Linked DNA regions of Cyprinus carpio: region 1 is linked to region 2. The links are chromatin contacts, called in public Hi-C maps. All regions are on one chromosome and are shown on one strand. Each heading gives the region's core, a stretch centred on a gene start, on an enhancer-like site or on the middle of the called end of the contact. The rest is flanking DNA. Distances are from core to core; before and after follow the strand shown.

Evidence for each region. Hi-C and Micro-C count contacts between places; a contact is called where the count stands out from the background.
Region 1: a contact with region 2 is called in a Hi-C map of skeletal muscle, with 3 times the contacts expected there. The contact joins the enhancer-like site here to the promoter of LOC109086363 in region 2. A contact is called at or near these places in 3 of 8 Hi-C or Micro-C datasets (all in skeletal muscle).

Annotation. Positions count from the first base shown.
Region 1 is chrB17:371,993-376,905 of ASM1834038v1, reverse strand. LOC109107413 (RAC-alpha serine/threonine-protein kinase-like) reads right to left here. Exons shown (of 15, transcript XM_042743135.1): 8 at 4,334-4,402; 9 at 4,206-4,255; 10 at 4,081-4,168; 11 at 1,550-1,678. Among protein-coding and RNA genes, the nearest start is that of LOC109107414, 16 kb to the left of the region's middle. Within about 2 kb of position 1,670, at least 1 of the 8 cell types and tissues checked has an H3K27ac peak or open chromatin away from gene starts, as enhancers often do. A contact at or near this core is called in skeletal muscle, where this site is marked.
Region 2 is chrB17:321,662-326,250 of ASM1834038v1, reverse strand. It overlaps LOC109086363 (zinc finger and BTB domain-containing protein 18.2-like), which reads left to right and starts at 2,284. Exons shown (of 3, transcript XM_042743133.1): 1 at 2,284-2,439; 2 at 4,424-4,589. The coding sequence starts at 4,438.

The DNA of each region.
Region 1 (4,913 bases), core at 421-2,920, 51 kb before region 2:
TCTATAGCTCGATTAAAGCCTATACTGTTGCAATGTTTTGTATGTGGGGTCCTCTCAGACCACTTTATCACGTTTGCAATAAGTGCAGAATGCAGCAGCTCAGCTGCTGGTGGGTGCTAAGAAAAGTCATCATATATCTCTACTACTTTGGCTTCTCTTAAGTTTTATCCTTTGAGAGGTTGGGATAGTATTCGATGTATTACTAGGCTGTGTGTTGTTTTTATGTTTTTGTATGCTGCTTGCACTGCACTTTGGTCTGCAGGTGCAGTTGTAAAGTGTTAATGAATGAATGAATGAATGAATAAAACTAGCTACTACACACTAACCCTAAACCCTTGAACTAAATCTTTTTTGCATTTATTGCACAATAAAACACAAACACAGAGAGAGTCCCCAGCAGAGGGCAGAGTTCAGGCTGGTTCACAGTGTGTTCGGCCCGCGGTCCCCTGATATCATGTGTTGTTGTGGGCAGCTGTGGGGTCAGCTGGAGCGCTGGTGGCCCTTCTGCTTCACCGGGACAGAAGCTCACGTTTCCCACAGCTCTGCCAAAACACGTCCCACAGAACCCAACACACCGGGCTAAAAACAACGCCGACGCAACTGTGTCAACACAACCAACCCTTCACCCAAACACACACACACACACACACACACACACACACACACACACACACACACACACTTGCATTACAGCTTCTTCAAGAGATTCACACAAACATTTCTCACTGAACAAGTGAATGTTCAAGGAAACGTCTAGGTCACATTTCACCACAAACTTAGATTACAGATAAAAAAATAAAAATAAAAAATTCAAAGCAAAAAAAAAATTACATATATATATAATAATATATATATATATATATATATATATATGATATATTTAAATATTTTTTACTATTATTTTTAAAAAATCTACTTTCATGTTTATTTTTTTATATATGTTTTTAGTTTTAAATAATACCAATATTATTTATTTTATTTACTTACTATGCTTCTTTCTTTTTCATTTACATTCTATTTACCTTTTTTCTTCTTTTTTTCCTTTTTTTTATTGGTTTACATTTATTTACATTATTTTTATTTATTTACATTGTATTTACTTTTTATTGGCTTTTTTATTTAGTTATCATTTATTTATATATTTACTATTTATTCATAATACAAAAATAATACAAATAAATGAATGGATTTAAATGAATCTCATCAAAAACTAGTCTTTGAATAAGGGTTTATATTGGACATCCCATAATTCCATGTTTCCCATCCTCCCTTCTATCGTGGCTTATTATTAATTAATAAAAACGTAAAATTTAAATAAATAATTTGAAAAGAAAAAGTCAAAATTCAATAATTTTAACACATAAATAATACAAACAAAAAACAAACAAAAAAAAAAAAAAAACCTAAATATTTTTTTGATAATCTTACATTTAATCTAAACCGAAATCAAACCGAAATCACAGAATCATCTGAATATGTTGAATTATAGAAATATTAACTTAAAATCTCAGTCAATATTTCTGTGACGGGTTTGGTGTGTTGTTCTCACCTCAGGGGCCAGATACTCTGGAGTCCCACAGAAGGTCTTCATCGTGGCTCCGTCTGTGATCCCCTCCTTACACAAACCAAAGTCAGTGATCTTAATGTGACCGTCTTTATCCAGCATCAGGTTTTCCAGCTGAGAGAGAAAACGATAGGAAAGAGACAGAAAACATTCAGCTTGTGATCATCTGATCATCTAATAAGAGTTTTCACAACAGTGACTGTCACCTTTCATCATATTTCCTCTAAATACATCTCAGAAAAACACTGAACCAACAGCTCCAGCAACATAAAAGTAAATAAAATCAATCAATAAAAAAGCTAAGGTACATAAGAAAATTTAAAATAGAAATATATAAATAAAAGCAAATTAATTAATTCATTAAAAACCTTTAAGAAATCAATTTTAAATATACATGAATCAGAAAAATAAAAAATAAAAAATACATAAATAAATAAAAATAAATAAATTAAATAAAAAGTAAATATATAAAAAGTAACTTGAAACAAAAGCTAATGAAAAGTATCTAATTAAATAAAATAAGCAAACAAAAAAAAAAAAAAAAAAAAAAAAAAAAATCAAAATTAAAAATATAAAAAAAAAGAAAAAGAAATAAAAAATAAACAAAAAATAAACAAAAATAAAATAAATTAATTTTAAAAAATGAACAGCGATTAAAAAGTAAAATAAAAATAAATTAATTTAAAAAATAAATAAATGAAAAGCAATTAAATTAATAAATTAATTAATTTGAAAAGTATAGTTTGCGGCATAAGTCTCTTTTTTTTTTTTTTTTTTTTTTTTACATATACTTAAGCAATCTGTTGCACTTAATTAATCTAAATCCAGTTCTTGTCAGTGATTTTTTTGGCCTGGCTTGTGTTGTGTTGTGATATGAAAATGTATAAAATGTAAAAAGATTAAACTCAGTTCAACACAATAACCCTGAAAGCTGAAATGTATCTCCAAATGAACTTTTTTTTAAATGGAAATAAGACGGCATCAGCGTGTGTGTGTGTGTGTGTGAGTGAGTGAGTGAGTGAGTGAGCGAGTGAGTGAGTGAGTGAGTGTGTGTGTGTGTGTGTGTGTGGTGTGTGTGTGTGTTTGGGTGTGTGTGTGTGTGTGTTTGTTGTGTTTGTGGTGTGTGTGTGTGTGTGTGTGTGTGTGTCTGAGTGAGTGAGTGTGTGTGCGTGCGTGTATGTGTGTGTGTGAGTGTGAGTGTGTGTGTGTGTGTCTGTGTGTGTGTGTGAGAGGGGTTTAATATAAGCACGTCTCAGTCACCTGGCAGCTGTATCTCACACACACACACACACACACACACACACACACACACACACACACACACCTGACAAACACTGAAACAGAGAAAGCACTTAACCAAGAAACCAAAAACATCTTAAACATACAAAGCAACTTTCCCATGAACCTGAGCAGCTCTGAAACAGAGAAAGCAAAGCACCATGCCACCACCTGAACCACAACAATCATCACAAAACACAAAACAACACACTCAAAAAACAAACACCATTACACTCCACAAACACACCAACTACTTCACCACTAATTAACAAAATCAAAAAACAGGATTATAACCACCGTTAAAAGTGACTTCAATAAAACAAATATAAAAACCTATAAAACTAAATAAAGAACACAAAAAATAAAACATTACTATAAAAAACACAGATTTTTTATATATATTTTTGGACATTTTAGATTATTTTAAAATTGTTTCATATTTTTCAATCTTTTATCAATCTGTATTAATAAAAAATAACAAAATACACACAAATTAACAATTAATCATAATTATTGTAATTAATACAAAAATAATATTATAAAATAAAAATATAAAAATAAATATATTTTTTAATGTATCAAACAAAATACTATAACTGTAATTCACAATTTAATTCATACTCTAGACTGTACTTCACAAATTTAATTTATATACAAATTATTATTATTAAAATTTTTAAATAAAAAACATAAAAAACACAACAATTTCAACAATTTTTAAAGTTACATAATGAAAAAATGATAATACAAGACTATAATATTTATGTTGTGTTGTGTGTGTGTGTGTGTGTGTGTGTGTGTGTGTGTGTGTGTTGTGTGTGGTGTGCATATATATAACATATCTAAGTATTAAATATTAGATGTATTTTTTTTTATTCGATTTTTGTAATTTTAGCACATTTCACCTCATTATAATGCTTTGAAAAATAAAATTTAAAATGTAATTTAACATTTAATTTACAAATAAATAAAAAACAAAAAAATCAAAACTTAAAAATAACACACTATAACACAATAAAAAATAGTGTCAAAACTTAAAAAAGAACACAAAACCTGGCTGGCACTGCAGTGCTGGGTGGAAAACATGAATATATTAACTATCATTGATGCGTGTGAAATATGAGCTGCGCGTGTTTTTGTGATATTCATTAATAAGTGACCACTGTGATAATGGATGAACTGGTTTATTAGTGATGAAATGACGCTGTATGATCAGATATGTTCTAATAAGTTCTAACCTTCAGGTCCCTGTAGACCACGTTTTTCTCTGAATGCAGGTAATCCAGCGCAGACACGATCTCTGCTCCGTAGAAACGCGCGAAATCTCTGGCTCCGTAAGGAACAAAAAAAACCCGCGCTGCGCGGATCCCGGGCTCGGGAGAAAACCCGGTCCCGAGACAAGTGGAAGAAAAGCTGCGGGAGAAAGGAGCGCTGCAGCGATTAAAGCATCAGATCACTGCAAACCATCACCTGATCTGAGCTTATCCTCACCTCTCCTCCGTTTGCGTACTCCATGACGAAACACAAACGGTCGTGGGTTTGGAAAGAGTACTTCAGAGCCTACACAAACACAAACAACAGTGTATTAAATCATCATCATCATAACAATAATAATATATGCGATAAAGACATTGGAATACAAACAACGTGTAAAATAACTACTAATTAGTAATGAATAATTATTATGATAATTTAATGTATACATATATATTAAGAAACATTTGTGTGTGTGTGTGTGTGTGTATATATATATATAGATATATCATAATATTTTATAAGAATAATTATTACTAATATTTTATACACAACACATATATGATAAAGAGATTCGAAGAGACAATTTAATTTAAATAAATACAATGTAGTAAATAATAATTAGAATTATATATATATATATTACGTAAAGAACAATGCATCAAATGATAATAAATAAGAAAAAAAATATAGTATTGATATTGATTTTTTACAAAATCTAAACATTCATAAATCTATATAAATGTATGTGCACAATGGCATATTAAATATTTTTTTCAAGGAAATTAATCAGAATGAAGTGTTTTTATACTTAAAA
Region 2 (4,589 bases), core at 1,035-3,534:
ATTCAGATGAGACCCATTTTTTCACATATTTGAACAGTTTGAACATCTTAAAAATGGATTTGTTTCTTACAAACACGCAGCTTTTGTCTTAAAATGTTAACTGATGGACTGGAGTGGATTACTGTAATGTTTTTATCAGCTGTTTGGAATCTCATTATGACGGCACCCATTCACTGCAGAGCATCCATTGCTGAGACACTGATGCAATGCTACATTTCTCCAAATATGTTCACATGAAGAGCCATTTTTGGTTTTCCAAATAAACAGTTCTTAAACGTATTTCTTGGTGTGAAGAACCTTAAAGAACCTTCTGTGGAATAAAAAAACAGAGAGTGCATCAATGCCAATAAAAAAAAAAAAAAAAAAACTTTATTTTAACTATTCGAATTGTGAAAGAGCTCCAGAGTGAAAGAGCAGACCAGATGAACTAGTACAAGAGGAATCCAAACCTCAGAGTATTGTAAGAACAGCCTGCTTAACCAGTCCTTTAGAGAAGCTTCAAATGGCCCTTTCAAAGCGTTCGACAGCTGGAGTTTGGACAAAAGGTGACCTGAACAGTTGCAGAGGCCATGGGATGAGCAGCTGCAGCTCCTGCTCACGTCTGCGCTGCGTCTACAGGATCAACAACAGTTTGAGTGTCCGTATGGAAGAGCCATCCCAAAATAGCCCTGTGACTATGTTCTTCTGCTGCTTCTGCTCATAAACTGTGTCAACTCCAGTCATGTTGTGTGAAAACCACTGCATGCTGCTTTGTTTCAGTCACATACATTCATTTAGCAGATGTTATTAACTGAATTCATTGAATTCTTAAATTAAAACCTGATGCTCATGTTCTCCAGCTTGATTTGAGACAATCCAAAGAGCAACTTGAGCTTTTGTATAAGAAAGAAAATCTAATTGTCTATACAAAAGAGGCACATGAATAGGAATTTGAAAGAATATAAAAAAAGTTTTGAAAATTAAAAAAAAAAATTAAAATGATTTTAAACTATTTTTAAAATTAGTTTTATTTAAATGTATTTTAAATTATTTTATTTTTCAGAATCCTAAATTGTTCAGTTTATGTTAGTCCAAGTGTAATTAGTGTAATTGTCCAAGTTAAAATATTTTTTATTGATTTTGTTGTACAAACAGAGTAACTTTTCAGGTGAAAATAGTAAGACTGTAGTGCGAGTCAGTGCCAAGACATTCCAGCTCAGAGCAGGATTAGCTTCGATTAGATCCCAGCAAATGCTCTCCTAGCACACAACACATCAGCGCTCTCAACAAAGACCACAGGAGGAGGGGCAGCTTCTCAAAAGACCTCTAATTATACACTTAAACGCATTGAAAGAGTGGAATGCATTTAGGCTGGATGGGTTTGAGAGGATCAATGCAATTTGCAATCTTAAAAAATAACTTTAGCATCTAGAGCCCTCTCCAATAACACTTCATTTTCTAGAGAAAGAGAACAATCTCATATTGGCACTCTTTAGTTTAAGTTCCTCTTCACCTCGCTTTGTGTTTGCAAATTTTTCTTAGTTTAAGCTTTTCTTCTAACCAGAAATGCACCAGGTAGGTGTCATATTTAAAACAGTTTATTAAGTTAATTAAAAAATAAATAAATCATGACCAATTGATTTAATTTAAATTCACAACCCCGAGATTTAAAATGCATTTGTCATTTTGAAATTAACCCATTAAAATCAGTTAATATAAAATTTAAATATTGCATATTAAGATATTCAGATATTGTAACTTGTGAATAAAACCCAAAACATAAAAAGTAAACAAAAAAATACTACATAATAGATTTTTTAAACGCACAACCTCAAGATATAAAATGCATCATTTTGAAATTAATTCATTATATAAAAATAAGGCCGATATTGCAACTTGTAAATAAACACCAAAACATGAAATCAATAAAAAATGACAAAATAAACGTTTTTTTAACACACAGCCTCAACATGCAAAAAATGCATTTCTGAAATTAACCCATTTTTTTTTTAATTAAAGCAGATATTGTAACTTGTGAATAAACCCCAAAACATAAAAGATCTATAAAAAAATGAAACAAAGGCAAAATAATAGATTTATTTTTACATTTACATTTACATGTATGTATTAATATATATATTTACATTCATTTTACATTTATAACTCTTTATTTATTTAATTTAATTTAAGAGAAATGTCTTTTGTGAAATGCAGAGTAACACAGCTGTAGTTCAAGTGAACTCTGCTACTTACTGCCCCAGTGTGAGTTTGTCCTGAAGTACAGTACACTGGTGTTATCGCGAGACTGGACCATTAACAACCTGCTTGACACACACACACACACACACTCAGCGCGGAGCTTCACCGCACCGGACTCGAATCGCGCTGAGGAGCGGAAACACGGGCTCAACATCTGGACACACACCATGAGAGCACGCGGCTCCATCTGAGGAAACAGCGGTGAGTGCGCGCTTTGATCCGGACTCCAGTGTGACACAATGTTTCCGCGGCGCGTTTGATCCCCGACTCTGTCCGCGTTCCGCCGCCGCTCTTCACGACACCGGAGTTTATAACGCGACCTGAGCCGCATCAGCTCACGGGATGTTTGGGCGTGATATCAGGCATTAAAGGAGGAGAAAAGCGCTTAAAAGTTCCGCGTAATGCACCGCTGTCTTGTTCTCGCGAGTTTGGTTTAAAACAAAAGTACCCTGTCATGAGCTCGATCGCGCTTCTAAAACTTTAATATCAGCGAGACGCGTCCGTCTGTCTGTATAAAAATCGTATTAGAATTATAACGCGTTAAAAATTTAAAAACTCAGAGAAGTTTGAGGTTTCTTTAGAGGAACATATGGCATAAAGACACAGCTGGAGATTTGAGGCTGATGTCAGAGCAGCTGACTCTACCAGAACACACGCACACACACACACACGCGCGCGCACGCTCTTTCTCTCCGCTCACATGGACGAGAGGTTGCATTCAGTCGTCTGCTGCTCTGGATCTGTTCTCTTCATTGAGTTTATATGATGTTTGAGTTGGAGATGTGAGATGTTGTTTGCGCATGACTGGATTGAAGCTCTTTCACTGCTGCTGTTCGATGGGAAGCGCAAAGTGAAGATCAACTTGTGTGAGCTCTGAGAGAAGAGGGTATGTTGAGATTTGCGATCATTATTTGTTATACATTCCAAGCTTAAATGTTTAAACAAGTTGACTTTTATTCACTGTCTTGAATTCATTTAAATATTTGACATTTGCAAAATCAGGGAACCGCTTCTTGTTTTTAATGATATGCTTTTGTTCGTCTTTGGTGGCCTGTATGCTGAGTTAGATTCTTTTGTAGCTAGGAATTATAATTCTGAGACAGCTGTTTGTTGTGCAATAAAAAGCATCTTTGAAACTCAATTAAAATGTCAGTTTTTGACAGACATACTGAAGCTGCGCGGTGCAAACATCTTGGAAGGAACTGGTTTTTAATGTAGGATATCTTCGGTGGCCTGTATGGTGAATTAGAAGTGTAATAAAAGTCTGTTTTTGTAGCTTATAATTCTGAGATTGTTGTGCATCTTTGAAACGCAAAATCAAATGTAAATTTTTGACAATCGTTATAATGTAACTGCCTTACAAACATCTTGGAAGCACAACTAGTTTTTACTGTAGTAGGTTGTTTCTAGTTGTTGGTCTTCAGTGGTGTCTATGTTGAATTAGAAGTGAAATTATTATTTTGTAGACTGAAACTATAATTCTGAGTTTCTTTGAAACAGAATTGCATGTCAGTTTTTGACATTTATCGAGGATGCACATTGCAAACATCTCGGGAGAGCAACTAGTTTTTAATATATTACGATAATGTATGTGTACTGTATGTTAAATAAGTAGTGAAATAAACATTCTTTTGTAGCTTGAAACCTGAGACAGCTGCATTAAAAAGCATCTTTGAAACAATTAAAATGTCAGTTTTTGACAGACATGCTGCAGCTGCATTGCAAACATCTTGGAAGCACAAAAGATATTACTTTTGTTTGTCTTTGGCTGCCTTTAAGTTGAGTTAGAAGTGAAATACAAGATTCCTTTATAGCTTCAAACTACAATACTGAGTTCTGAGTGTTTGGAACTCAGCCAAATGTCAGTTTTTTGACTTTCTCAGTGGCCTTCAGTGTGTTTTCATGCTGAATCAGAAAGATTTTCTGTTTCTATTTTTCATTTTGTTGTGCATTGTTTATTTTATACGATGCAGATTGTTTCATGGGAAAATAACATGCAAAAACTTCTTCTGCATGCATACGAGAAGCGCTAGAAGAAAAAAAGCATGCTGCTCGGAAACCCACGGGTCGTGTTTGTAATGCAGCACACAGCTACTTTTGTTTGTCTCCGGCGGCCTGTAGATGCACCGTTGTGAATGGCTACCCGCCGTTTATTTAACATCCAGTTTTTCCTGTTTTCTGGCAGATCACACCATAAGAATGGAGTTCCCAGACCACAGCCGGCAGTTACTGCAGTGTCTGAGTCAGCAGAGACACCAGGGCTTCCTCTGCGACTGCACTGTGCTGGTGGGAGAGACGCGGTTCAAAGCGCACCGAGCCGTCCTGGCCTCATGCAGCATGTACTTCCACCT